4 separate regions of the Mus musculus genome follow, and all the other regions are linked to region 4. Evidence: chromatin contacts called from public Hi-C, HiChIP or PLAC-seq and promoter capture Hi-C data. All regions are on one chromosome and are shown on one strand. Each heading gives the region's core, a stretch centred on a gene start, on an enhancer-like site or on the middle of the called end of the contact. The rest is flanking DNA. Distances are from core to core; before and after follow the strand shown. Region 1 holds the start of Heatr3 (HEAT repeat containing 3). Region 2 overlaps Heatr3 (HEAT repeat containing 3). Region 3 has its middle 28 kb from the start of Gm26331. Region 4 holds the start of Cyld (CYLD lysine 63 deubiquitinase).

Region 1 (6,523 bases), core at 597-3,096, 560 kb before region 4:
ATTTCTAGCTCCTCGAGCAGTCCCTAAGGCATAGCAAGTAAGCACTTTGACTTGAGCGAGCAGATAGACTTGCTTGAGGATGAATGAATCGTGTGGAGTGGACTGGGCAGCAGACCATTTGAGAGCAACTTTTCAGAGCTGGCAGCATTTACATAATCAGCAAAGTGGGAGGTAAGTGACAGTGAGAGCAACGGGCTAATGCCAGACTGTTCTGAAGACACGCAACGCAACTTCCCTTTCAGAAGTAAGTTTCTTTTTTGAAGCAATCAAAATGGTTCTCACTCCTTTGATGTTTCACAAACTTTAAAGTCTGTGAATAGAGAAGCATCTCCTTTTTCATATGATCTTGGTGAATCTGGCTTAGTTTTTCAGATGACTACATAATCACAGTGGAGAGCAGTGTGAGACAGGGCAGTAGCAGGTTGAAGGAGCAGATGCTCTAGAGCCTTATTGCACGCTGCTAATACAGAGTCTAATGCACCTTTCCTGCACGGAGCTCCCAGGCTAGCAGGGACAGCATATAGGGATAGCTTTTCTGTTTGCACACTTTGGAAACTCTGGCACTGGAACTCAGGGCCTGGCACTTGCTAGGCAATCACTCGTTTGCTGAGGCTCATTCCTGCACACATTTGATGACAGGGACAATTCAGAGATAACTGCCACACAAAATACATGAAGGGCCCATGGTGATGTGTCTGCTGGGACAGCAGGAGAATGAGGACACTAAACCAGGCCCCATAAGTGGGGCATTTTTAAATATCTCCCATTTCCAGAATACATCCCTACCTATAACAGAAGGAATTTTAAGTAGATCTGAGAATATGCCCCAGGTGATAGCCAAATGATCAGTTCAAGGAACGCTAAACTTAAGCTATCCTTTGCCCAGGCCTAAGACTAGTTCAGGAGAGCTCCAGGAAGACAGAGGAGGCTCCCTGGTTTATAGAGGACGTGCTGGTAGCATGAAGCAGAATGCCATGATGTCAAACTCTGAAGTGGCTTTTACAGCTACAGGCTGGTGAGATGGCTCAGCAGTTAAGAGTGCCGACTGCTCTTCCAAAGGTCCTGAGTTCAAATCCCAGCAACCACATGGTGGCTCACAACCATCCGTCACGAAATCTGATGCCTACTTCTGGAGTATCTGAACACAGCTACAGTGTACTTACATATAATAAATAAACAACTACAGGACTCCACCAAAAGTTTTTAGAAAATATACTTAAGAGTCTCTTTTAGGAAGGCTATATTTCAAACAGATGTTTGAAAAAAAATAGTAACCTTTAAAAAAAAAGGATGAAATGATTCGGCAAATAAAGGCATTTGCCATGCAAACCTGAAAAATCAGAGTTTGATTCCTGGAACTGTTGTTGATGGAAAGAACCAATTCCTCAGAGGAGTCCTCTGATCTCCACCCGAATGAGGCAGCACGTGTGCCTACACATATACCACACATTTTAAAAAAAATTATTAGACAAATATTTTATGAGAAACTTTTTTATGTTGTCTCAGTCCCTAGCACAATGAAATGACTGGCTGAAAGTCACTAGGCTTCTTCTAAAACTATTACCTATGGGTGGCTGAGGAATGGCTCCTAAGAATGGTAAAGAAAGTACTGAGATTAAAGTCAAGATCCACCACCATCTTGCTGGCTGAACTTGCCTTTCGTACAGTTGAATTTCTGTAGAAGCCTTACGTTTGTACGATGGAAATGAGATGGGTGTGTTAACATTCCCAGGGACATCCAGGGCTCCACCCATTGTCAGGGATGGCCCCGCCCACATCACATTACACGCACGCGCAGTCCCTGCTCCCGCCCTCTGCGCAGGCGTGCTGCTTTTCCATGTGTGCTCAGGCCGTCACATTGGACCCGCTGAGGGGAGACGCCAAGTAACGTCGAGCCTGGAAGTCGCCACGGGCCCGGTGGGCCCCAACGACGGCTGCTGCAGTCGTCCTCTTCTGGTCTGTCACTGCAGCCTCCGTCGCCATGGGTAAGAGTCGGACGAAGCGCTTCAAGCGACCTCAGTTCTCCCCTATCGAGAGCTGTCAGGCCGAGGCGGCGGCCGCGTCGAACGGGACTGGGGACGAGGAGGACGATGGGCCCGCGGCGGAGCTTCTGGAGAAGGTGGGACGAGGGCATGGCCAGGCTCGGGCGGCGGGCGGCCGGGGGCCCGGGGGCCCGGGAGCGAGGTGCTGCAGCGCGCGTGCTCACTACGCGACTCTGACGTCTCGGTTCCCGCAGCTCCAGCACCCGAGCGCCGAGGTCCGCGAGTGCGCCTGCGCGGGACTGGCCCGGCTAGTGCAGCAGCGGCCCGCACTACCAGACTTAGCCCGTCGGGATGCTGTGCGCCGGCTCGGGCCGCTGCTGCTGGACTCGAGTCTGGCGGTAAGGGAGACGGCGGCCGGAGCTCTGAGGTGAGCCCGAGAGGGCCCGAGGCAGTGTCCCTGCGAGCAAACAAACCTGGGACACCCTCGCCCGATGCATTCTCTACTTCTGGGGGAATAATAACATGCCAGTTAGCTCAGGTTTGCAGTGGATGGAGATGTGAATTCATGCACCGAAGGACCCCGGGGCTCACACACTTTTTGTTGTATCCACCTGGCGCTTCACCAACCATCAAACCTCATGCACATTTACCCCATCTCAAAACCCACCATAGAGTCCCTGATAGGATAGTCTTTCAGTCTGGGCTCCAAGTACAGCTGACATTTCAGCATGTAAGATCTCTTTGCAGGCGCTCCACTGAGAGGGTGTCTGGAAACTGTCAAAAAGACTGGGCTGAATTTCAGTAAAATTTAGACCTTCTAGCATGGTGGCACAGACCTTTAATTCCCGCACTAGGGAGGCAGAGGCAGGCAGATCTCTGAGTTTGAGGCCAGCCTGGTCTACAGAGTGAGTTCCAGGACATCCAGGGTCACCCAGAGAAATCCTATCTCAAAAAGGCCAAAAAGCAAAAGCCACTCTAATGAACTGTAGAGAGGACAGAAAGTTAGTATTTGTGCTCTTACAGATTTGCCTGTGTGTATTGTTTCAGTCTAATAAATATTGGATGGAGCACCTGTGTGCCAGCCACTGGACGAGGCCAGTTCAAGGCCACCTTGAACTACTTAGTGAGTTCCAGGACAGCCAGGGCTGTTACACATAGAAGCCCTGTCTTGAAAAAATCAACCAACCAACCAGATAAATAAACAAATCTTAAGTCTATTGAGTAAGATTAGTGTTAAGAATATATTGATTATTATTAACCAAATAATTACTATATGTATAAATACAACTAGTAGTAATTGCAGAGACTACTATTAGGGGTATGATGGTTTGAATAAGAATGTCCCTCATAGGCTTATGTATTTGACCACTTAGTATTGAGTTCTCCTATTTGAGAAAGAATAGGAGGTGTGGCCTTGCTGGAGTACGCGTGGGTTTGTTAGAGGAAGTATGTCACTGAGGGTGGGATTTGAGGTTTCAGAAAGCCCACACCAGGCCCAACATCTTTGTCTATGATCAAGATACAGCTCTCAACTACTGCTCCAGTGCCATGCATGTCACCATGCTCCACGATGACAATGGACTAAGGCTCTGAGACTACAAACAAGCCTCCAGTAAATGCTTCCTTTATAAGGGTTGCCCTGGTCATGTTGCCTCTTGAAAGCAACACAACAGTGTAAGACAATGAATTATTTGATGTGCTGAGGACCAGGACAGTTGAAAATCTGTAGGCTTGCTCTCTAGCATATAACAAATACAGTTTTGTTTTGTTTTTTCCTGTGGAAAACCTTAACTGTGGTTAGACATACAGGGCTTAGCAGCATTTTGTGAGATGTGACTTGAAAGTAAAATGTGTTTACATTTCTTATGTAGAAACCTCAGTGCTTGTGGAGGTTTTGACGTTTGTGATGACATGGTGGCAAAGGACATCATGACGCCCCTGGTGGCACTACTGAGAGAGGTATGTGGCATTTAACATAGCCTGAGTGATGACTTCTGTGTGGTTTTTAGGAGACAGGTTTAGGAGGTTTTTTGTCTGTTTGTTTTTTATTTTTCAATACTTTGGTGTCGTCTTATGTGTCCCTTTAAATACCCTGTGACAATTTTATTTTTTCCCCTGGAAACTCGGTACAAAGGCCCCAGTAATACCAATCTCTATTATTTGTGTCTCTGCCACCTTTATGATTAGAAGAGCCCTTTCTAAAGATATGCACACTTACCCCCTTAGAACTCAAGCCCGTTCCCTGACTGCTCACTCCTGTGTGCCTGTCATTTAATCTTCACAGTGGTCCTATGGGACAAGTCTTTTTTCCCTTTCTTTTTTGTGGTGCTGGAAATGGAACTCAGATCTTTGTGCCTCCCACCAGGCAGGTGCTTTAGCACCACCCATCTGTATCCAAATCCAAGGCAGGTGTTCTTATACTAGTTCATACTGTGCTGATGGGCCCAAGGACAGACGTTATGAACTTACAAAGACTATGTTAGACTCATTGTTACGTGTTACATGTACATTCATGTTACATGCTGTAGCTCATTGGCTAAGGACACTGGACTCTTGTATTCCTCTCAGTCTGCCATGCCTTTTGTCCGTTTTACACTGATGCTATGAGACCTTGGTCAGTGCTCCCTTACAAGCAGTGCTGCTGCGCTGCAGGTGGCTGTGCCATGGGGACACCCAGTTGGGTAGAGATCAGGGATGCTGTAGAACTTCCTTCCTTGCAGAGGGCATTCTCCCATTAGACGTCTAAGACTCAGAAGACCTTTTAGAGAGTGCCCTGTTCTGTGCTAGGAAGCAGCCCTGCACAGAGGTCGGGGCTCCAGTTGGAGGCTAGAATGTCTGCAGCTAGAGCCCAGCTTTACCATACACTCAGCTGTGTCTTCAGGAGCCTCTTTTATCTTATTTTCATACGAATATTGGGAGGTTAAGGTTAATAGTTGAGCTGCTTCAAGTTTGTTGTGAGGATTAACTAGTAAATATATGTAAAATGCTCAGAATAGTACTTAGGGGATGTTGTACAGATATTAACTATTGTATTCCTTTGTCATTCTGTTTCTTTTAATATAAATTAATTATTCTTTTATATATATATATATATATTTATTTATTCGCTTTAAATCAGCACCCTCTGTCATTCTGACTTTTACTATATTAGGGGAAATACGTTGTATTGGTCTTATACTTTCATGTAAAGTGTGGGACAAATAACATCATTCCTTGACAACCTTTCTTATCTGTGTTTCTTGCCAAAGGGATGTATTATTTTTTTAAGTTTTTATTGTTTTTATTTATGTATGTCTGTGTGGAGTGAATGCTGTGTGTATGCAGGTACCTTCAGAGGCTATCAGATAGCGTGGAGCTGTAGTTACAAGTGGTTGTGTACCAATTGATGTGGATACTGAAAACTTAGCCTAGGTTTCCTGCAAGAGCAGTGCAAAACCTTCCTCTGGACAGACAGAGTGCTCTTAACCACTGAGTCATCTCCATGCCCAAGGGATGGACCATGTAGAGAACTGTACCTGTAACCATTGATGTAATTGTTAACTAACCCCTATCATTTCTGGGGTTTTTAAGGTTATAATTCTTTACTATTACTATCTTTTTTGCTTAATTATTCTTTTGAACCTAGGTGCTAATTATGATGTTTGGTTGCAGTGTCTCTCTGGACTGGATTCAAATGAGATGTCTCCACAGGAGAAAGCTGATAAGAGAAATCCTGTAGAGAGCATAGCCAATGAGGCTGTGAATGTGCTGTGGAATGTGTGGTAAGTGCTTTCTGAGGTCAGTCTCCTGTTGTGTCACTGCCCAGCCTGTGGTGCTCTCTGTTAAACTGTAGGCCCCGCCCACAGATGCTTGCTACTTTAGTTGATGGGGCAATCTGATGACTTGAGATTCATCCTAATCAGCATAGTGTACACCTGCTTTGGTATCTGGAATGAAAAGGGACCACGAACATTGGCTGATGTTGTTGTCCACTGTTCTAATAGTGACTGTTTGAACGGGAAGTAAATTCCCAAGAGGAACTCTCTTCGAATGAAGAGGAACAAGGCTGCTTCTCTTCCCTGTCGCTGGCACTGGTTAGGTTAGAGTGGACCATGCCTAGGAATGAAACAGAGCTTAGAAGCACTTCTTAAGCTTGGTTTTATGCCCATAATTATAGCAGTGTTATCGTTTCTTGTTTTTTTGTTTTTTTTTTTTTTTTGGTTTTTCGAGACAGGGTTTCTCTGTGTAGCCCTTGCTGTCCCGGAACTCACTTTATAGATCAGGCTGGCCTCGAACTCAGAAATCCGCCTGCCTCTGCCTCCCGAGTGCTGGGATTAAAGGCATGCGCCACCACCGCCCGGCAGTGTTATCGTTTCTTATATTCAGTTGGGAACAATTAAAATAGTGACCTGAAAGCAGTGTCTCTTAGACTTTAATATTGAGGTAGATCTTGAAAAGCTGCCTACATACCAGTCTGAGTCTGCTTATAATTTCATCTTAAACCAGTAATACTGGCAAAGATTTGAGAAAATGGCTTTTTCCCCTTTTATTTTTAGTTTTTC
Region 2 (6,991 bases), core at 176-2,675, 520 kb before region 4:
TGACTTCTTAAACCATCAAGAGGACCAGAGCTAGGGCTGGCTGAGCATCTGCGTGCCTAGCTGGCACAACAGCCCTGGGTCTATCCCTAGTTCCTGAGGAAAAAGGAGTAAGAGAAGCTGCTTCTCCTGATGGATTTAGTGCTGAGAATACTGAAGGGTTTCCCTTGAATATATGTGCTTCCAAAGCCTTTTTTTCTTTTTTGAGACAGGTTCTCTCTAGGTAGCCCCTCCTGGCCTGGAGCTCACAGAGGTCTACCTGCCTCAGTTTTCTGATTGCTGGGCTTTAAGGTATTCAACACCACACCTGACCTCCAAAAGCCTTCTTTCACTGCCTCTGTTCTCCGTGTTAGTTTGAATGTGAGAACCTGTAGGAAATGTGTGTTACATCTCCAACATATTTTAGCCACTGAAAATGCCCCACATTTCAGGTGCTAGGGTCGGCATTCAGGGCCTTGCTCCTGTGTCGTGAGCTCTACCACTAACTCCACCCCAGCCCTCAGGTGGTTCTTAATGGAAGGGCAGTAAAGAGACTTCAAACAAGTACGTCCTTACATTTTTTTTTTTTAAGAAAAGAAATTAAATCATTGTTGGGATGTTTTTTTAAAGCCAATAAATATCATTTTATATTAGCTAACTCCTAACAGAAATGTAAAGATAAGCTTTATAAAATATTTTTGTCATGAAGTACTATATACCAATGATGAATCTTTTGTGAAGTAAATGACTTGAATTTGTCACTGTGTAGATAGTGAGATGATTGAATTCTGTATAGGGGTCTGAGCAGTTACTCTGGGTAACAGCATTTCCTGTCTTAATTTGATACAGAATCAGAAATTAGTAGAAAATGCTGGACATGGTGGTGCACACCTTTAATCCCAGATCTTCAGAGGCAGAGGCAGGAGGATCTCTTGAGTTCAAGGCCAACCTGGACTACAGATGGAGCACCAGGATAGCCAGAGAGACCCTGTCTCAAAAAAAAAAAGAAAGAAAGAAAAGAAAAGAAAAGAAAAGAAAAAATTAGTAGAAAATATTTTTGAATAAATAACTTTTAACTGGATGTTTTGTGTCATACAGATTATTTTTTATAGCCTAAGTATCCGCCTTCCTAGGCAGTTTGCTTCGTGTCAGAGCTTACAAAGGAAAGCAGCATGACTTTCTTGATGACCTCTCCTTACTGTAAAAAAGGAGGGTACCAGATAGGGCTCATGCTGGGACTGTAGTCCACATTGTCTGGGGACGCCCTGGGCTGCTCCCGAATCCATCCCTCTGCCTGGCCAGAGTGATCAGAAGCAAGCTCAAAGCACAAAGTAGGCTGTAATTTCCCCTAGATCTGTAGCTGCATGGACCACTTACTAGGATTCATTCATGTGCACTGTGGCCTAGTGAGCAGTTTTCCCTGTGCAGAGCAGGCTGTTAGGAAGCCAGGATTATTTATCAGCTCTGAGGAGTCACTGAGATGGTGAAAGCAGAGATAGTGAGGTTTTCTGGTGGGGTGGGAAATGGAGATGCTCTGCCTTGCACAGCAGGCTTTCTTTATTCTCCTGGGTGAGGAGCTGGATGGCTGTGCGTGACCACTGCGGCCAAGTGTTTGACCCAAGTGTTTTTTTAAAAGGGTTTTTTTTTTCTAGAGTGGAACTTTATACGTGAGTTCAAGGCCAGTCTAAGCTAAAGAGTAAATTCAAGATTAGTTTCACAGATAGTCTGCCTCAAGTGTTTGTCTTACCTGTTTGAAAGAGAGTAGTAGCCGGGCGTGGTGGCAACCGCCTTTAATCCCAGCACTTGGGAGGCAGAGGCAGGCGGATTTCTGAGTTCAAGACCAGCCTGGTTTACAAAGTGAGTTCCAGGACAGCCAGGGCTACACAGAGAAACCCTGTCTTGAAACCCCACCCACCCACCCCACCCCCCAAAAAAGAAAGAGAGTAGTGTTTCTGATTCTGTTCTTTCCCATGCCATGCTTCCTAGACTTAGAACAAAGCAGACAGACAGTCAAGTTCAGGGCACACCATGGTGTTTGGTGGGTGGGTGGGTGGGTGAGTGAGAGAGTTTGTTTTATTTAAGCTGTAAGGTGGTTTGGTCACGCTGCAGTCCAGCGCACAGTCGGGTGGTGCACTGAAAATGTGCATGCTACAGCCTTCTAGGCTTTAAGGCATGGGTGGTTCCACCTCAGCTGCTCCCGTTCAGCTTCGTCGCTGTAGCAGCAGGGAAGTGAAAAAGCCCTGGATACACTCCCCAGTTGTAACTTACACAAAAGCTATGGAGTTTGTGCCAGGGTTGTCCGTGGGTAAGTGTCATAGAGAAATCTTTAGAAGGGACGAAGGCACATGCCTGTAATCCTAGCACTCAGGAAACTAATGCCAGAAGATGGCGGGTTGAAAGCCTGTTTGGGCTACATAGCTAGACACATCAAAAAAAGAAAACCCATAAAGTAATTTATTTGAAAATCTTCTGGAAGCCAGGAGTGGAGGCATATACCTTTGATTCCACACTCAGGAGGCAGGTGCAGGCAGATCTCTGAGTTAAAGGCTAACCTGGTCTAGATAACAAGTTCCAGGGACAGCCAAGGCTACATAGAGAAACCCTAAGTCAACAAAAAGAAAAAAGATCAAGAATTGTACCCCACAACTACAAACTATTTAAAGTGTTAGAGTACAAAGCTATATGAGATTATTCATTTTCTAAGTTTTTTATTGTTGTTGTTGTTGTTGTTTGGTTTGGTTGTTTTTTGAGATAGGATTTCATTTAGCCCAAGCTAGTATCAAATGTATTTTGTAGCTGGGGCTGGTTTTCAGCTGTTGATCCATCTTCCACCTCATAAGTATTGAACTGGTTTTAGGGTTTTTTTGGTTGGTTGGTTGATTGATTTTTTTTCATTTGTGCTTGCATGTGTGTACATGACTAGATCCTGTGGCACTAGTGTTACAGGCAGTCAAGAGCTACCTAATGTGGGGGTGTGGTCTGAACTCGGGTCCTTTAGGATTTTAAAGTCTTCGTACTTTTTCATGACACTTAGTGTCTTAGTTAGGATTGCTATTGCTGTAAATAGACTGCAGCCACAGCATCTATTATAAAGAAAAATATTGGGCTGGAGAGATGGCTCAGCAGGTAAAAGCACTGACTGCTCTTCCAGAGGTCCTGAGTTCAAATCCCAGCAACCACATGGGAGCCCACAACCATCTGTAATGAGATCTGATGCCCTCTTCTGGTGTGTCTGAAGACAGCAACAGTGTACTCACATTCATAAAATAAATAAGTCTTAAAAAAAAAAAGAGAGAGAGAAAGGATAGCAAGTTTAAAAAAGAAAGAAAGGAAGGAAGGAAGAAAAGGAAGAAAAATCTTTAGAATTGGGCTGGCTTACAGTTCAGAGGTTTAGTCCATTGTTGGCATGGTGGGAACCATGGCAACATCCAGGCACACAAGGTGCTGGACAGGTCTGAGAGTTCCACATCCAGATCCAGAGGCAGCAGGAAGAGAGTAAGTAAGCCACTAGGCCTGAGTTGAGCTTCTGAAACCTCAAAGCTCACCCTCTGTGACACATCTCCTTCATATAATGTCACTCTCTGTGATTCCATAGGGGCCATTGGGACTACATAAAAGGCTGGGCAGACATGGCAGTCTGGTAATCGTTGTAATCAGTCCCTGGAAGTCTTATCAGACATAGCAGATGTGCCATGATGGTAATGGACTGAACCTCTGAACTGCAAGCCAGTCCCAGTTAAATGTTGTCCTTTAGAAATGTTGCCATGATCATGATGTCTCTTCATAGCAATGGAAGCCCTAAGAAGTTTGTGCCAGGAACTGGGGTATTGCTGTTGATAGGCCTGACTATGCTTTTGTTTGGAGGAATAAGGAACCTTTGGGACTTTCGACTAGAAAAGCAAATGGACATTTTAAGCAGGGCTTATGGGCCATCCAGCAGCAAGGAAGACAGTGGTGCTGAGGGTGATTTGAACTGTAGGGGCCTGGTCCGTGAGGTTTCAGAGAAGAATTTTAGTGTGTTGCCTTGGCTGTGGTGTATCTTCAAAGCAATAGAACGGTGTCTAAAACAGCAATAAACAATCCAAAAAGGAAATTACTGTAATAATTGTGTTTTAGTCCAGAGGTGACCAGGCTCAGCAGTGCAGTTATGCACTGGCATCAACAAACGTCCCAACACACCAGCCCTACTGCTCCAAACTGGTCCCAGCATCTCTGCCTCCCATTCCCTGCAGACAGAATCAGGTTTATGACGTTTTAATAAATGTTTAATTTATTGTATTATGTGGGTAGGTCAGTGGACAAGTTTCAGGAGTCTGGTTCTCTTTGAAACGTGGGATCAAGGCATCTCATCTGAACTCAGGTCATTAGAGATTCACAGTGTGATGGTTTGAAAGATGTCCCTCTTAAGTCTCCGGCCTTTGAATACTTGGTTCTAGCTGGTGGCTGTTTGGGGGAAGGAAGGCTTTCGAGGTGTGGCCTTGCTAGAGGAAGTGTGTCACTGTGGGCAGGCTTCAAAGTTTCAAAGGCCACAGACCACTCCTGGCTAGCTCTCTCTCTGTTTTCTGATTGCGTTTCCCTTGCCGGTCGCCAGTGGTGCACAAATTTAATACCAGCACTGAGACAGAGGCAAGTCGATCTCTAAATTTGAGGCCAGCCTGGACTACTTACTGAATGCTGATGCTTCCAGGCATGGTGGTACACCCCTGTCACCTGCTGTTTGGAAGTGAAGGAAGGAGGACCAGGAATCCAAAGGCATTCTTGGCTACATGGTTTGAAGCAACCCTGGCTAGAGGAGACCCTGCTTCAATAATAGTAGTAAATTTGAGGTTTTTAGAATGTATTTATTTTCGAGTTTTTTGAGACAGTTTCCCTGTGTAGCCCTATCCTGGAACTCTGTAGACCAGACTGACCTTGAATTCACAGCTATCCTCCTGCCTCTTCCTAATCCAGTGCTGGGATTAAAGGCATGATCCACCACACCCAGCCATAGTAAACACCTTAAAATGACTTGTCAGATTGCCAGTGGATCCTAGGGGTTGAATAAGCAGTAGGACTCGCTGGATAGATACATTAAAAACTTTAGATGGGCACAGTTCTTACCCTTCATCACAGAAGCTGCTTTTTGCCAAAGATGAAGGCGATCAGAGACCCACAGCTGGTCAAAATGCAGAAAACAAGCGATTGGTGACTGCCAGCCCACATGGTGCATCTGCAATGAAACCCCTACAACGAAGGCTCGGAGAAAATGGATGACGAAAGAGTAGGAGGATTGATTGTAAGGGCCAAAGGACCAGGAAGCCTACTGCAAGATTGTGTCTTCTAGATATGACAGAGATGCCACACCTATGAAATCAACAGTGTGATTGCCTAAATAAGACCAGCAAAATGATACTCCCCATTGACATGGTAGTGTGGACTGAGGGGCTACTCTTAGATGAAGTGCTAGAGGCAAGCAGTGGCAGCTGGGAAAAGGGAATATGTTTTCTTCAGTGACAAGCCTCTGATAGGTTATTCAGTACCCAGTGGCCAGCCCTCAACACGTGTTTAGGAGCAACACTAAATGACGCGGCAGGTTTTATACACACATACACACACTAGGTTGTAAATTTGAGAGGGAGTTGGGGAAACACAATTTGAAGAGGGGTCGAGAAAAGAATGGAAATGATGTATTTAACAGTATTTATGAAATACTAAAACCTTTTTTTTTTTTTTTTTTTTTTGGTTTTTCAAGACAGGGTTTCTCTGTATAACCCTGGCTGTCCTGGAACTCACTTTGTAGACCAGGCTGGCCTTGAACTCAGAAATCCACCTGCCTCTGCCTCCCAAGTGCTGGGATTAAAGGCATGCTCCACCACTGTCCAGCAAAAACAATTTCTAATTAGGAAAAGTAATTGTTCTCAGGCTAGTGATACGGTTCTTGCTGCTTGATGATCTAAGTTTGATCCCCATAACCCACAGTGGAAGGGGAGAACTGACTCCCAAGAGTCCCCTTGACCTCCATGAGTGACATGACCCTTCCAAGTCCAGACTCACACATGCCACATATACATAATAATAAACTTTTTTTTTTTTTTTTTTTTTTTTTTTGGTTTTTCGAGACAGGGTTTCTCTTTATAGCTCTGGCTGTCCTGGAGCTCACTTTGTAGACCAGGCTGGCCTCGAACTCAGAAATCCGCCTGCCTCTGCCTCCCGAGAATAATAAACTTTTTAAAAGTTCTCTATCCAGAGTTTAGGAGCTCCATAACACCTCTACATGTCAATCCCAAGAAGCAAGCAATAAGTGGTTCTTGGAAAGCCTGTGGCTCTTGGGGCTTGAGACACAAACACCTGTCAATTCACTCTTCAAATCCTACCTAAGACCAGGGAAGATGGTACAGGAAAGAAGAGAAACTAAAATAGAAAGGGCAGAGACAGCCGTTCCGTACCCAGCACACAATGAAATGGTTCTGCTCTGCCCTGGGGAGGAAGGGGAGGAGTCAAGAGGCTCATGATGGATGGAACCAGGGCCCACAGTGGGTGATGGCTCAGGAAGAAATGAAGAGCACGCCAGTGCCCGTTTCATATGGTTAAAAAAGGATGAAGGCACTGACTCATCTCAGGAACTGTTGCCAAAGAAGAGAGACTGGATGTAAAAGCTACTGCTCTCTTGCTCTGAGTGATGTTCTCTTTACCAAGATAAGAGAGCAAATTAAGCCGGGCGTGGTGGCGCACGCCTTTAATCCCAGCACTGGGGAGGCAGAGGCAGGCGGATTTCTGAGTTCGAGGCTAGCCTGGTCTACAAAGTGAGTTCCAGGACAGCCAGGACTACACAGAGAAACCCTGTCTCAAAAAAAAAAAAAAAAAAAAAAACACCAAAAAAAAAAAAAAAAAAGAGAGAGCAAATTAACAAATATAACCTGTTTCTGAAAAAATCTGTCCCTGCAACAAAAATCTCTGCAGTTCCTTTTTAGTGGGTTTTTTTGGTTGGTTGGTTGGTTGGTTGATTGGTTTGGTTTAGGTTTTTTGTTTAGGTTTT
Region 3 (6,633 bases), core at 1,262-3,761, 920 kb after region 4:
AAGACAATGGGTTGAGGGATACGTTCCCACTACCAGATCTCTCAAAACAGTCTGTAAGCTCCCATAGGCTACAAGGTAGACCAGCTGTGTGAGCAATCGCCTTAGAGCCTTCACCATTCAGGTACACTGAACATGCTCCCTAGCTTTTGTTATAAAGTCTTTTTCATCACCAGAAGTTGAGTCTCAAAGCTCAGACAATCAATTCACTTACTAAAGGAAAAAAAATCCATTTTCAGAAATGTCTAGAAAGCAAATGTCTAGTCACTTAATATTGAGCAGAGCTTACTATTGTCTTATAAAACCTTACTATTGCTTATTCCTCTTAGCAAAAGCGTTTCACTGGATCTGGTTATCAACTGGGGATGAATTTTGCCCACGAGGGTTATTTGGCCATGTCCAGAGACATTTTGATTGCCACAATGTAAGGATGTTAGAGGGTGAGCAGTAGTCAGGGATACTGATAAATGTCCTACAATGATCGAGTCAGTCACTATGACAACTGAAAGGGATTTGGTCCACAATATTGGTGGTATAGAGGACTGTGTAGTGATATCATGGATGCAAAAAAAAAAAAAAAAAAAAAAAAAAAGGATCCTGCCTGAGATACCTGCATTCTAGTGACATGGCCAAATAGTATCTTTTTCTGGTAGGGTGCTAGGGGCCATAGACATCAGAAGGGAGGTATAATCTGGCCATGGTCACATGAGCTAGGAACAGAGCAACATAGCTAGATATTGTCGTGATTAGGTCATGAATGATGGGACTGAGAAATAGTCCCCTAAAGCTATGTCTAGAAAAGCTATCATGATACATAAGTGTTCCTTTCACTGGACAGAATGAGCAGACAGAAGAATGCAATGAACAAAATATAGGCTTGGACAATTTAGTGATTATCACTGAGTAGATAACTTAGGACTTGATTAGTAACAGCAAAGATGAATTTTCTATGTTTTAGAAAATATATATATATACATATTTCAATGAAAATTAACAAGTATTAAGTGAGAAACTTGCGAACACTTTACTCCAGATCCACATAATTATTCTTTGCTCATTTTATAGACAAGAAAACTAAGACATGGAACTGAGGTCAGAGCACCAGATCATGAAGGCTGCTCAACCTGGTCCCAAAGTTCATCCATGTTCTTCTTGACTTCTGGGCCTGCACATGAAATCCACATGGAATGGCTTGTGTCAAAGGAAAAGCATACTGAATCTCCAGTTTGTGCCTGCGCATGGGTACTTACTACAAGAGCTCCTCCATGCGCATGAATGTCTCAATGAGGAGAAAGAAAAGGACAGAACTTCAGTCTATGCTGGTTTCTAAGCCCCTAAAAGGTTCAGCTTGATGGAGAGTCATTATTCATTAAGCCTCCCAGACTTCTCCCAGCAAATCACTAGACCACATCACCTCTTTCTACAGCCAACTCTTACAATTAGGAGACCGCAGTTACTTAGATTTTCCCTTTAATACAAATGGTGGGAAAAGCTCTACAGTGAACCCAGAGAAACAAGTAGAGTGAATAAAAGCCAATGAAGCAGGAACATAAGAAGTTTCAGGACACATTTTATTTTCCCCTCTTTAGGGAAAATGTGTAAATATCTGAAAAGGTTAGGAGACAGAGCCCCCCCTCCCTGACACCCCTGTTGACACCGAAGACAGAAAGGGGCAACAATACATCATAATTCTGAAAGTATAAGCAGAGGGGCTTTGTTTGCAGCCAGATTCAGGGGTTCTCACCTGTGTCTCAAAAGAACGAGATATTGATCTGACTATGGAGCCGCAACAGCGGAACAATGCTCCCCTCACTGCCCTGCAGGGTTGCCCAGTATTATTTATTGAAGTAAGTTGGATAGTGGAGGGAAGGCTCTGCCCCAGTAATAAGTGGTAATTGCCGGGAAGTGAGGCATTGCCGTTCTCATTGACCCCTGCATCCTGGTATTTTGATGGATTCTATGTAACTCCATTAGGATTGGCATTGTAATATTACACCAGCTGAGCTGTAGAACAACAGACCTCCGTCTGGATCATTGATTTTTGATTATACAGCTCCTCAGCATACCCCACAAGCAATTCCCATCGCTGGAGCTAGGATATCAGAGATGATGGGGGGAACAGATGGAGACTCCCTACCATCAGTTAGTTCCACGGGGCCAGAGAACTGCTCCCACTAGAAGCCTGAACCAGGGAACAGTCACAACACCATGGCTGTGGTTACATATTATTAGTCACCCTCCTCCTACCCTACAGGCTCATGTATTAGGAGCTACATCCTAAAGATGGCAGTATTTAAAGGTGGTGTGGAACCCTTAGGAGATAATGATAGGAACAGATCTTAGGTTCTTTGAGGGGAAGTGGAGATATTGCTTCAAATAGCATTAAGGTATTACTCACTGGAGTCTCTGCTGATGTTACGTAAGCCTAAGCTGCTCCCGCAGGCTCTCCTCTGCCCCTAGGTCTATGGGATTGCTTGCTCCCATGTGTGTTTCCATCATTCCAACCCACAGTGAAGAATGCAGCTGCACAATGGCTCATCCTATCTGTATGGAGGAGGCCCAGCTCAGACCACACTGTGCTGATTTCACCTCCAGCCTCCAAAACTATGACAAGGCATCTCTTTCTCTACTAAATCAGTCTGCCTCAGGAATTTGTGATAACAACAAAAAGAGTCTAATGTCCTTGTTGGTGGCCGAGGACTGGAAACTCTCCAAAGTTATATCCACAATGAATGTGGTAGAATTTGGGGTCGATTTGGGAAACTTCATGGGGCTAAGGAAGGTGTGGACTGATCTTGGCTGATCAACAGCCTACCTCTGGAGGATATTAGTTAGGTCATTAAACATCTCTACAGTGACTTTACCTGTATTTTTTGAAACTCTTAAGCAGTGGTCATGCCTCCACAGCTGTGCGCTCACCCACCTCTTCCTTTCCTTTTTCAAATAATGCAGCTACATAATCCACAGGTTAACATGCCTCCTGACTTCCCTTACCTGAGAGAAGGAATACCCAGGTGAATCTTTGAAGCCTGCCCCTCTGCAGACTCCTAGGTCAGCCTCTCACTTTTTTTTAAAATCTAGTGTTGGGAATTGAACCTACAACCTGATGCTTGCTAAGCAAGCATTCTATCGCAGAGTTCATTTATATGTATTCGGGTGTTTTGCCTGCCTGCATGTCTGTGCACCATGTGCACGCAGTGCCCTCGGAGGGCAATGGTGGGCATCAGAACCCCTGGGACTGGAGTTCCAGGTGGTGTGAGCCACCACGTGGGTACTGGAAGGTGAATCCAGGTCCTATGGAAGAGTTCCAGTGTTCTTAAGCACTGAGCTATTTCTCCAAGCCCTAGATAAGACTTTGCCTGTGTGTCTGCACATGCATCAGATACAACTGTAAGAAGAAACACAAAGGAAATAAAGAATGTAATTGATGTGATAAACCTGCCTGGAATGTGCTTCAGAACAAGGGAAATGGACTTCCTTATCATGAGTGACTTTTGGCAACCTCCCCCCGGCAGGGACAGTCTGTGAGTGCCATCAGTACCTCTTTAACTCTTAGGTAATGGCAGTTGCTTGCTCTGAGATGAAGTCAAAGCCTCATGTTCCACAGGGTGAGTGGCTGATTGCTTAGGAATCTGTGTTGTCTTCAGCAGTTCTTAGGATGAAGGATTGCTGTTTGTTTGCTCAGAACTATTAGTTAGCATGGGCACAGAGGAAACTCCAGGATAAAAGTTTTGCTTGGACAAAGAACCCCAGACTCAGGCATTTTGGTACCAAGCATCAGATCTTGGCAAACTCAGAACTCCTCAAAGAATAACACAATATAACTCAGGGAAGTGGGGGTGAATCCTCTTTTTTTTAAATTAATTAATTAACTAGTTAATTAATTACTCTTACATCTTAACCACAGTTTCCCCTTCCTCCTCTCCTCTCAGTCCTGTCCCCTTTAGCAACCATCCCCCAGCAGAGACACTCTGTGAGTGCCATATATACTTCTTTAACTTTTAGGAAATGGCAGTTGTCTGCTCTGAGATAGAGTCAGAGCCCGTGCCCCACCCGGCCCCCAACCCCCATCAACTCCTTCTTTGTTTCTCTTCAGAAAAGGGCAACTGTTCCACGGATATCAACCAGCCCTGGCTTGTAGGAGTAGATAAGCATATCCTCGCCTGTGAAGGCTACGGGAGGCAGCCTGGTAGGAGAAAAGGGCTCCAAAGTCTGGCAACAGAGTCAGAGTCAGCCCTTGCTTCTGCTGTTAGGAAACCCACACGAAGACCAAGACCAAGATACACAACTGTAACGTGTGGAGGGCCTAGGTCAGTCCCATGCAGGATAGGATACTTGTCATCAGAGGGGCTAATTTTCTTAATGAGGTCCAATGAGGGAGAGATCTGTGTCCAGGGCTGAGGAGAACAGGACAGAGAGATGGGACCCTCCTGACATTTTCCTCACAGAGCTCTTTCCATTTCCACAGGCATCATCTGCTTCACAGAGTCTGCTGTAACTCCTTCTTCCCGAAAATCTTTGATTTGGCTGTCAGTAATGAGATGCTCCCACATCTTAACCCAAGGTTAAATAGCTGTGATATTCAGATTTTTTTTGCAAATAGATTCATCTAGCCTATGTGACTTGGGCTTAAAAGACACCTAAGAAGGCCCAACTGATTTTGTTCCCAATGCAGATTTTTATGTATGGAGATTTGTAGAGGGGTATCCTCCTGAGCGTGCAGGCTGTTTTTTAGTTATGTATCTCATTGGGGATTGATAAACCTTTCTTTGGCATGCAGTCATGAGTCTATAACTACCGTAAGGATACTGAGGCTTCCCTAGGGACACCCAGTCTTCAAAAACCCACATTTTCCCTCTTAAATACAATTACAGCATTCTGCTCAGAGAAGTCTGTAGAAGGAGATTCATGAAATTCCATCAAGCTCATGTCACCACTTAGTGGAAGGACTCCTTTAAGCCAAGGCAAAACCATAACTTTGATTCCTGAAAACAACATATGTGGGGGCGGGGCTGGAGGGTAGTAACACAATTAACTATGCACCAACCCGTGCACCATTTCTAAAGGGAAGTCAAGAAAAGAGGGGCTTTTCATATAGCGGGAAGACAGGTTGTGCAATGTGGGGTCATAAGAAGTCATTTTATTCTCCATTAAGGCAGATTCTGAAAACCCGCATCACCTGCAGGCAGGTCCAAATACTTAGACCAATCTACTTCCCGCCTCTTACAGACGTTAAATGGGCACATACCATGTTTTTGTGATTTCTTTGTAGTTTCCTTTGTTTTAAGGGGAAAAACCTTCTCTTAGTCGTGTTAATAGAAGACTACTTGTTGGCACTCAGGCACATCCACAGACAGCTAAAAGTGACTCCACCACAGTCAGGCATCTTTACAGCCAGCTCTCTAGGGACCCAGTGGCAAGGCACATTATCTCTAGCTGCCCAAGAGGTAACACTGTCTCTCCAAAAGCTTGTGCCTTTGCGCATGCGCCAAGGTCTCACTAAAAGTTGCATTCTTCCTGCTCCCACTCTCCCCTCTTTCCTTTCTCTCCCAGAGGCTGCCTCTATTTCCCGTCCAATAAACCTCCCACGTTAGACCTGGTGCATGGTATGGCTTTTTGTTTGTTTGTTTGTTTGTTTGTTGTTGTTGTTTTGAGGACCCCTGATTGGTCCTATCACGACTCAATGCCAATACTTTTGTTTAGGTTTTCACTTTTTCAAAGCAAAAATCAGTGCTCCGAGAAAATAATAATCAACTTTCTCCTAGAACAATCTGTTTTTCCCTCTTGGAGACGCTCATTGGGTCATAAGCTTGGAAAAGCATATGTTAGCAGGAACCGTCTACATATTATATTATTTCAGAGCATTTTCTCCAACCCATTATGCTGTGTGGTTCCTCCCTAGTAAACTAATGCCCACAACACTAGTGATCTACAGAACATACTTCAGGAGCTATCCTTTCTTGTTATGTTCAGTATTGATTGCTATGCTCATCTGAAGCCCTGCAGAATTCCATTTCCTTATTTCCAGGCATTTCCCGAGGTACCTTGTTGCTGTGTCCTGTACTAACCGGCTTGTTGGAGTTTTTACTGTTATTGTCAAAATTGCATCTGTGTTATCACATGTCGGGTCCTTTAACATAAGCAAGGAAGCCTTGATCCCATGAACTCCCTCCTAAATGCATTTGCTAAAGGGCATTTTTAAAAAGGCACATTAAATTTTATGAAGACTAGCAAACAAGTAAATGGCCATGATTTCAGTATGAGTAGCAAGCAGCTAGGAGAGAGGTTGGGAAGCTGTGACGCCTAGCACTTCTCAGAGAAGGGACACCAGTGACTCCCTACTGCCATAGTTAAAACATAGATTCTAAATAGTCTAATGAGTCCAAAATTAAAACGGGCTTGGCCCCTGGATGCAGCTAGTAATTAACTTGTAATTTTATACAGAAGCAGTTTCGGCTTCTGACCCCTGACTCTATTTAGTTCTCTCTTGGCATTTCCAAGGCGTGATGTGTTCAATAGGTTGTTAAAATTCGTATTACAGGGAGAAGTAATCGAGGTAAATATGCATATGGAAATTATAGCCAGAGGGGCAATTCATAGAAGCTGCCTCCACAAACTCAGATTTGGCTAATTGCT
Region 4 (6,180 bases), core at 2,006-4,505:
AAGCGTCCAGATGGAATGATCAGGTGTACCAGGAGTCCCTTCTCCAGAGGCAAGTACCTCGGTGACAGAGGGGACTCAGAGGGTGCTCCTCACCCACGATCAAGACACCATGGAAGGCTTCTGTGGAGAAAGCGATGGTACCCTATCCTCACCTGCCGGGATATCTGGTCTACATAGCTTTTGTGACTCAGGGCCACGGATTGGTGGGAACACAGCAAGAACCATAGAAGCTGAATGTGTGACTGGAAGTCACCATTCACTGGGGGGAGGTGCGGGGGTGGGGGGAAGGAGAGGCAGTGGGGCAGGGACACCAGATGTCCACTTTGGATTGTGTTAAGTACAGATGTGGAGTAAGCAGAAAAATATAAAATAAACACAGGACTTGGTGAGGCCTGGGGTAGCCCCCCTGGGAGGTTCAGAACAAACAGGGTCTATGACAGGGGCATGCCAGCACCACTAAGAAATGTTTCCTTCAGTACCCACTGTGAGTCACTCAATAGCTCCTAAAAGGCTATCTGGATGCAGTCTAGAGAGGGCTGCACCCAATTCAATAGCCATGCATTGGGGGTGGGGGGAGTCCTACACATATAGTAAGGGGATTAGGTGAGACAGCTTGGGATCACACAACCAGGCTAAAAACCCTTCCTGCTGCTCTAGGCACAAGGACCCACCTGGCCCTGATGCAGCATGCTATGGTGACAGCGCGTTCCCCTTCTCAGTTCTTTCAACATGCCGTGCACTTCCTGTTCCCTTTGGGGTGTTCCCTCAGCCCCTGCTGACATTCATCATTGCTCTCTTACTTTGCAGGAGCCCTTCTCAGGCTGCTTCGGAGTGCACCTCTCCCTTCTCAGAGTTCTTAGACTGTTCTTCTCCTAACTGTAACTGAGCTGTCAACACGGAACACGGAACACGGGGGGTGGGGGGTGGGGGGTGGGGGCAGTACTCTTCTCCCCTTCCCCAGGAAGGCAGATCAGGCATTCCTGTTCTCTACTTAGATGTGTTTCCTGGTAGCTGCTCAGCTACTTAACCTGATCTGCATGGAGCCAAGCCCAGGTTGGGTGGGACAGGCTGAGGGCAGGGAAGCAAGAGGTTATCAATGGGGTCTGGAGTCATCTGAAAAGATGGCTGGTAGAGTTTGCACTTGGGCTGGGCCTTACTTGAAGGGAAGATTGTGGAGGCCTAGGAAGCACTTTAGTCAGAGATACCACTTAAACTCAGGCGAAGAAACAGCTGTGTAACTGAGGGAAACTATTTTCCCTCTCTGGACCTTAATCTCCCTTCCATAAAACAAGACACCGGAAAGATGAAGAACTGCAAATAGTATCTAGTATGACAATAACATCATTTTTGTGTGTCAGACCATGGCGGCTATTTTATCTCTTGAGCCTGAACGCACAGCTTCAGCATCGTTCTAGGCAGCTCAGTTCTAGGCAGCCAGTACCGACTGACCTGGAATGGCGACTAAGAAGAGCCTGCAAGTAAGGTTTGGATGAGCTGGTGATCTTGGATGAAGTCAGGCCCTTATCCTGATTCAGTGAGCATGTGTCAGCGGGGGTGGGGGTGGGGATAAGTGAGGTACATGGTTACTGATAGTGCAGTGGCAAACCCTACTGAAGCAGAGCATTCAACTATACAAGATGTCACTATCAGAAAGGACATAAAGATGCTTCAGCCAGGAGCGGCAAATCACATCTCCAGGAGCCTAAGGACAATGAGCATGAGAGAAAGGATCTGAGGAGAGAAAACAGAGTGGGGGAAGGACTCTGACAATCTGGAGAAAATAAGTCTGCTTGACCCACTAAAAGATTCCCAAGTCTACTTCCTCAACTCTGTCCTCTTCCTTGTTGGATGGGGCCAAGCAAAATGTTCTCCCACACAGCCAGATTGGATCTCTGAATCATGCCAGTGTCATGGGAGAATCCAGATCTATAGGGGAATGTTGTTGTCTAAGGCCACTGTGTGTCACTATTGATTTATATCATGTGGCTAGAGCTTGGGAAATTGGGAACAGGATATATGTATACCAGTGAAAGACAGGAAAGAGTTGAGGCTTCAGTTTTCAGAAGATACCAATTTCATCATGGTTGATTTCAGCAGGGAGAGGAGTTGTGAGTTAATACTGTTAGCAATCACCCATGTGTCTGTCTGCTTCTGTGTTAGTGGTTTTCATTGTTTGGATTTTCAGAAACATGGTAGTCTTCACTGGGGAAATTTGTGTCATGATTAAACACACACACACACACACACACACACACACACACACACACACACACACACACCCCTCCTTCTCAGTATTAATCACCTTCTCCCATAATTAGTAGTTAAAATGTCAAAGGAGAAGGAATTAATTAAGAGAACTATCCAGTGAAGCAAGTCATGTGCTGCCAGGCTCTGGGGCTGATTATAAAAAGAGTTTCTTTAAATATTTTGAACACTTTTGGGAGTCAGAATCCTTCCGTCTAATTGAAAGATCCTTCATTATACCCTTAATTCTGGCTGGTGGCCAGGGATGCAGTCCCGGGTAAGGTAGAGGGTGGAAAGCCTTTCTTTATCCTTAGGAGACTCTCTCCACCCTTGGAGAGGATGGCCACAGAAGTTTAAAAAAACAGCAGGTGTCCCAGACGCCATCTGAGGACAGAAAGAGCTTCAGTTTGTACAGAGTCTACTGTTAGGAGATACTATATAGCATTTCACAATAATCCGGTAAAACAGGTGGTACTAACACCTCCGTTCTACAGACGAGGAAATTGAGGCTTAGGATGGTTGGGAGTTCCCCGTGTTACATGTTGACAAACTGAGAAAGAAAACATTGACTCTAGGTGTAATTCTAAGCTTTGTTCTTTCAATGGAATTCTGAAAATTATTCTCAGTTCTTCTCTGGATCGCTTCCCACCCTAGTTTTGACAGCTAAGCCAAGAGACAAGACCCGCGCAAGGAGGGTGGAGCTAAGAGCACAGCGCCCCGCCCAGGCGTGGTTTCAGCCAATGGTGACATGACACTGGCGGCCTTTCGCCCAATCAGCCATCGCTCCTCGCCCCCACCCTTTCTCCTCTGCCCCGCCCCTTCGCTTTCCCTTTGCCTCCACCGAGCTTGACCGAGCGGAAAGTCCCTTCAGCCAGCACCCTGCCAGCAGCCATTGGAGGAAGGTCTGTTACAAGAAAACCCAATCAGAGCGCACGCAGGGTCGGATCTCTGAATACGATTGGCTAGCGCGGCATCTACCCTCTCCGCCTCCGCTCCTCCCTCCCCGCGGGCAGTTCGGAGGCGGGGCAGGTGGGGGCGGGCCCAGGTAGCAGGTTCGGCTGCGCGGGGGCCCGCGCGCCTGAGGTAAATACTGGGGTGGTGGGTGTGGGGCGCCCGGCCGGCCCGGGACGCTGGTTCTGAAGCCCGGGGCTGCGGCGCTGAGCGGCGGCCGAGGCGGGTGAGTGTGCGCGGCCGCGCGGCTGACGCTAGGTCCCCAGTGTTCCTGCTCTGCCTCAGGCGCCCTGAAGCGCGGAGGCGACCGTCGGGCCTCAGCGCCCGCCCGTTAGCTGCCCCGGGCCGACGAGCTTCTGACGTCAACCGCGGTTGTCACCTCCAGCCTGCCCGAGGGCTCCCGACTCGCGGGACTCCTGCACCACAGGGCTTGGGTAGGAGCAGTGCAGGACTCCGTCTTTCTCTCTGGCCCGCCGTCGTGGACAGATGGGGAAACTGAGGCCGGGACCCTGCCTGGCTCCCAACGGCTGCAGGAGGCAGGGAGAATCTCGGGTTATGGTACCTCACGTCTGTGCTGTTTTGTGGGGTGTTGGTGGCTCCGCTCCCGGAAGAGCAGTCTGGCCTCGCTAATGGCGTGTTCTGCTTTTTCTTTCAGTTTCTCTGGTCTGGAGGGAGGGGGGAGGAGAGAGGATGGTTTTGCACAGTTGTGTAGTTGGAAGGTGCATCCTGTTGAGACAGGTACCTTGTTTTTCCTTTTATTATTATGGTCAGCCTTGGAGGAGACCGCCAAGTCGCGAATGATCATGGTCTGGAACTGAGTTCATCTGGGTCAGCTGCCAGGTTATTCATGTCCTTGGCATCTTTTTCTATTCCACCCCTTGGCATTTGCATGTTTTAGGGGTTTGTCATCCTCTAGCCACCAAGCCTTGCAATCTCCCAACCCCCACTATCCCCGCCACCTTCCTCTTTTTGATTTTCCCTGGAAAGTTGTCTCCTTAGAGGAGCATTCATTCATACCTTGCTGTGGTGTGTGTGTGTGTGTGTGTGTGTGTGTCTGTGTGTGTCTGTGTTGGGGCTAATCAGGGATTCCTAATAAGATTGCTCATTTTTGTAATCATTGGCTCCAGAGAAGAATGCAGGCATCAAGAGGGCGTGCATTCAAACATCAGTCTCTTGCACACCCCCTCATACCTCAAGTAGGTTGAATGGCCCCAAGAATTTAGCCTGCTGCTCCCCGCTGGGTAGTGGGTGGATTTGCACTAGAACAGTATTGAAGGAAAGTGATTTGCTGGAAATTCTTAGTGAAGTTCATGTAATTTGAATGTTGACAGTACCCAGAACATTCTCTAATGTTCTGCTGCAAAATTTTAAGGTATTCTTTAAAAAAAAAAAAAAAAGCCTTGTTTGGACTGGAAACTTTTGAGATGAGCTGATAAGACCAGGAACTTGTTATGTAAAAATGACATATTAAACAGAAGATACCTAAACTGTGGTTAAGTGATTTAAGGAAGTCTTTAATACATGAAGAAAGAGCAGTAATTATCCTGCCCATCAATCTATACTTAGTGTTTTGCTCCTGGTGTTTATACTGTCATCTTACATTTTTAGTTTCAAATGAAGCTCCAAACAACCTGGTTTCATAATTGTGACATTTCACCTTACTTGTTTCTACTTATATGGATAGTAGCATAGTATAAAATTGATTGTGATTTTTTTCCCCAGAGAATTAATGATATTTTAGGCAAACATCATGTTTCTCTATTTCTTGACTCTTATTTTTAACATAGTAGAAACTTCTGGTCACTTAAATAGGACAAGGAAATAGCATTTTGGCTTCCACCATTACAATCTAAGCTAATCAAGTTTTCTGGTCTAGTCCCTGGAAAGACAAGGAGTGGGGAAGTCACATTTTTAGAGCCCAGTGGTTAGGTTTAACTCACAAGAGACAGCATTGTTCCTGTCTTCCTGATGTGACTGCAGATGCAAGAGCCAGACTTTTTTTTTTTTTCCAGACTTTTTTATTAAATAAACCTTTTAAGTCCCACTTGGTTTTGTGACTGTATCCTCGTGTCACAAATTATTCTGGTCTTGAAATCTCTGTATTTCTATTTACTGTTTAGGCATGTAATGACTTGTTCTTTTAGTAAGAGTTGTTTTTTCTTAAGTTAGTCATTCTAACTGACTGAAAGCATTTGGAGAAGATGTGGCTCTTTTCTTGCATATCCATGCCAGCCTGCTTACCTCTTTACCATTTGTGATTTGAGCAGTATTTAGTATTGTAATTTCTATTGTGATTTAGAAAGCTTTCTGTGGTGTTTTAGAACAAGGAGGCTACCTCAGAAGAGCCAGATGTGATTGAATTACACCTGTCTTTGTGAGTGTCTTGGGGATGGTACATCTTGATCACTTGAGCATCCAGATGTTTTAGTCTAGAAAAATTACATTATCGCTTTTATGTAGCTGGTGACCATTCATATTGTGATTCTTAAAACCTGGTAATTCTGATCATTAATATTTGTTGTAGGACTTGCATCCTGTTCATCTTATCATTTCATTCACTGGAAATTGTTCAACATTTATTTTTTTAACCCTCATTTAGTTTAATAATTTTTATCTTAACATAATGGAACCCTCCTTTACTCAGCATTCAGGCCGACAACTTGCTCATAAGCAGATAGATTCTTTTTTGTTCCCTCGTCTCCAGTGTCCCCAAGAAAGGCCTCCTTTCATCTTTGTGTCATGCTGAACAGTTTGAGGCTACATTGTTGTGGTCCAGCTCTTTGATACTCTTCTTTCAGTATTTCAGTAATTAATCAAAATATACACAATTACTGTTACCCAGTCAGACATGGGACAATGTTTAGATGAGTTGTTCCTGATATATTCACCTTCACAATGATTCCATTTGCCAAGTAACTCGAGAGTATAGTTGAAAATCTCCCCCTTCATACTCTCTCTCTCCTCATTACTGTGAACTTGTTGTCT

What was found. Promoter capture Hi-C pulls out the DNA fragments that hold promoters and counts their contacts. A called contact is a pair of places that touch in the nucleus more often than the background predicts. HiChIP or PLAC-seq counts read pairs in DNA pulled down with a chosen protein or histone mark.
Region 1: a Hi-C map of reprogramming fibroblasts shows a contact between it and region 4, with 2.8 times the contacts expected there. The contact joins the promoter of Heatr3 here to the promoter of Cyld in region 4. A contact is called at or near these places in 14 of 39 promoter capture datasets (the 3T3-L1 cell line, the C10 cell line, the HPC-7 cell line and 9 more), 7 of 484 Hi-C or Micro-C datasets (B cells, CD8 T cells, Th1 cells and 3 more), 6 of 115 datasets of contacts at active chromatin or transcription factors (effector CD8 T cells, embryonic hindbrain, large pre-B cells and 3 more) and 3 of 9 other capture datasets (adipose tissue, liver and macrophages).
Region 2: a promoter capture Hi-C map of embryonic stem cells shows a contact between it and region 4. The contact joins the enhancer-like site here to the promoter of Cyld in region 4. A contact is called at or near these places in 9 of 39 promoter capture datasets (the C10 cell line, the HPC-7 cell line, cranial neural crest and 5 more), 1 of 15 datasets of contacts at CTCF or cohesin (the NIH/3T3 cell line), 1 of 115 datasets of contacts at active chromatin or transcription factors (large pre-B cells) and 1 of 9 other capture datasets (adipose tissue).
Region 3: a contact with region 4 is called in an H3K27ac HiChIP or PLAC-seq map of extraembryonic endoderm stem cells, with 5 times the contacts expected there. The contact joins the enhancer-like site here to the promoter of Cyld in region 4. A contact is called at or near these places in 3 of 39 promoter capture datasets (cranial neural crest, hippocampal neurons and stem cell-derived epiblast-like cells), 2 of 115 datasets of contacts at active chromatin or transcription factors (embryonic stem cells and extraembryonic endoderm stem cells) and 1 of 9 other capture datasets (embryonic stem cells).

Annotation. Positions count from the first base shown.
Region 1 is chr8:88,136,039-88,142,561 of GRCm38.p6, forward strand. Heatr3 (HEAT repeat containing 3) reads left to right here and starts at 1,847. Exons shown (of 15, transcript NM_172757.3): 1 at 1,847-2,119; 2 at 2,237-2,409; 3 at 3,854-3,941; 4 at 5,634-5,743. The coding sequence starts at 1,982. Mir7071 (microRNA 7071) reads left to right here and starts at 2,168; the gene lies at 2,168-2,236.
Region 2 is chr8:88,170,971-88,177,961 of GRCm38.p6, forward strand. Heatr3 (HEAT repeat containing 3) reads left to right here. Exons shown (of 15, transcript NM_172757.3): 15 at 1-982. The coding sequence ends at 11. Among named protein-coding and RNA genes, the nearest start is that of Tent4b, 25 kb to the right of the region's middle. Within about 2 kb of position 1,426, at least 5 of the 459 cell types and tissues checked have an H3K27ac peak or open chromatin away from gene starts, as enhancers often do. A contact at or near this core is called in embryonic stem cells, where this site is marked.
Region 3 is chr8:89,614,195-89,620,827 of GRCm38.p6, forward strand. No RefSeq gene overlaps it. Among named protein-coding and RNA genes, the nearest start is that of Gm26331, 28 kb to the left of the region's middle. Within about 2 kb of position 2,512, at least 2 of the 459 cell types and tissues checked have an H3K27ac peak or open chromatin away from gene starts, as enhancers often do. A contact at or near this core is called in extraembryonic endoderm stem cells, where this site is marked.
Region 4 is chr8:88,693,773-88,699,952 of GRCm38.p6, forward strand. Cyld (CYLD lysine 63 deubiquitinase) reads left to right here and starts at 3,256. Exons shown (of 17, transcript NM_173369.3): 1 at 3,256-3,327.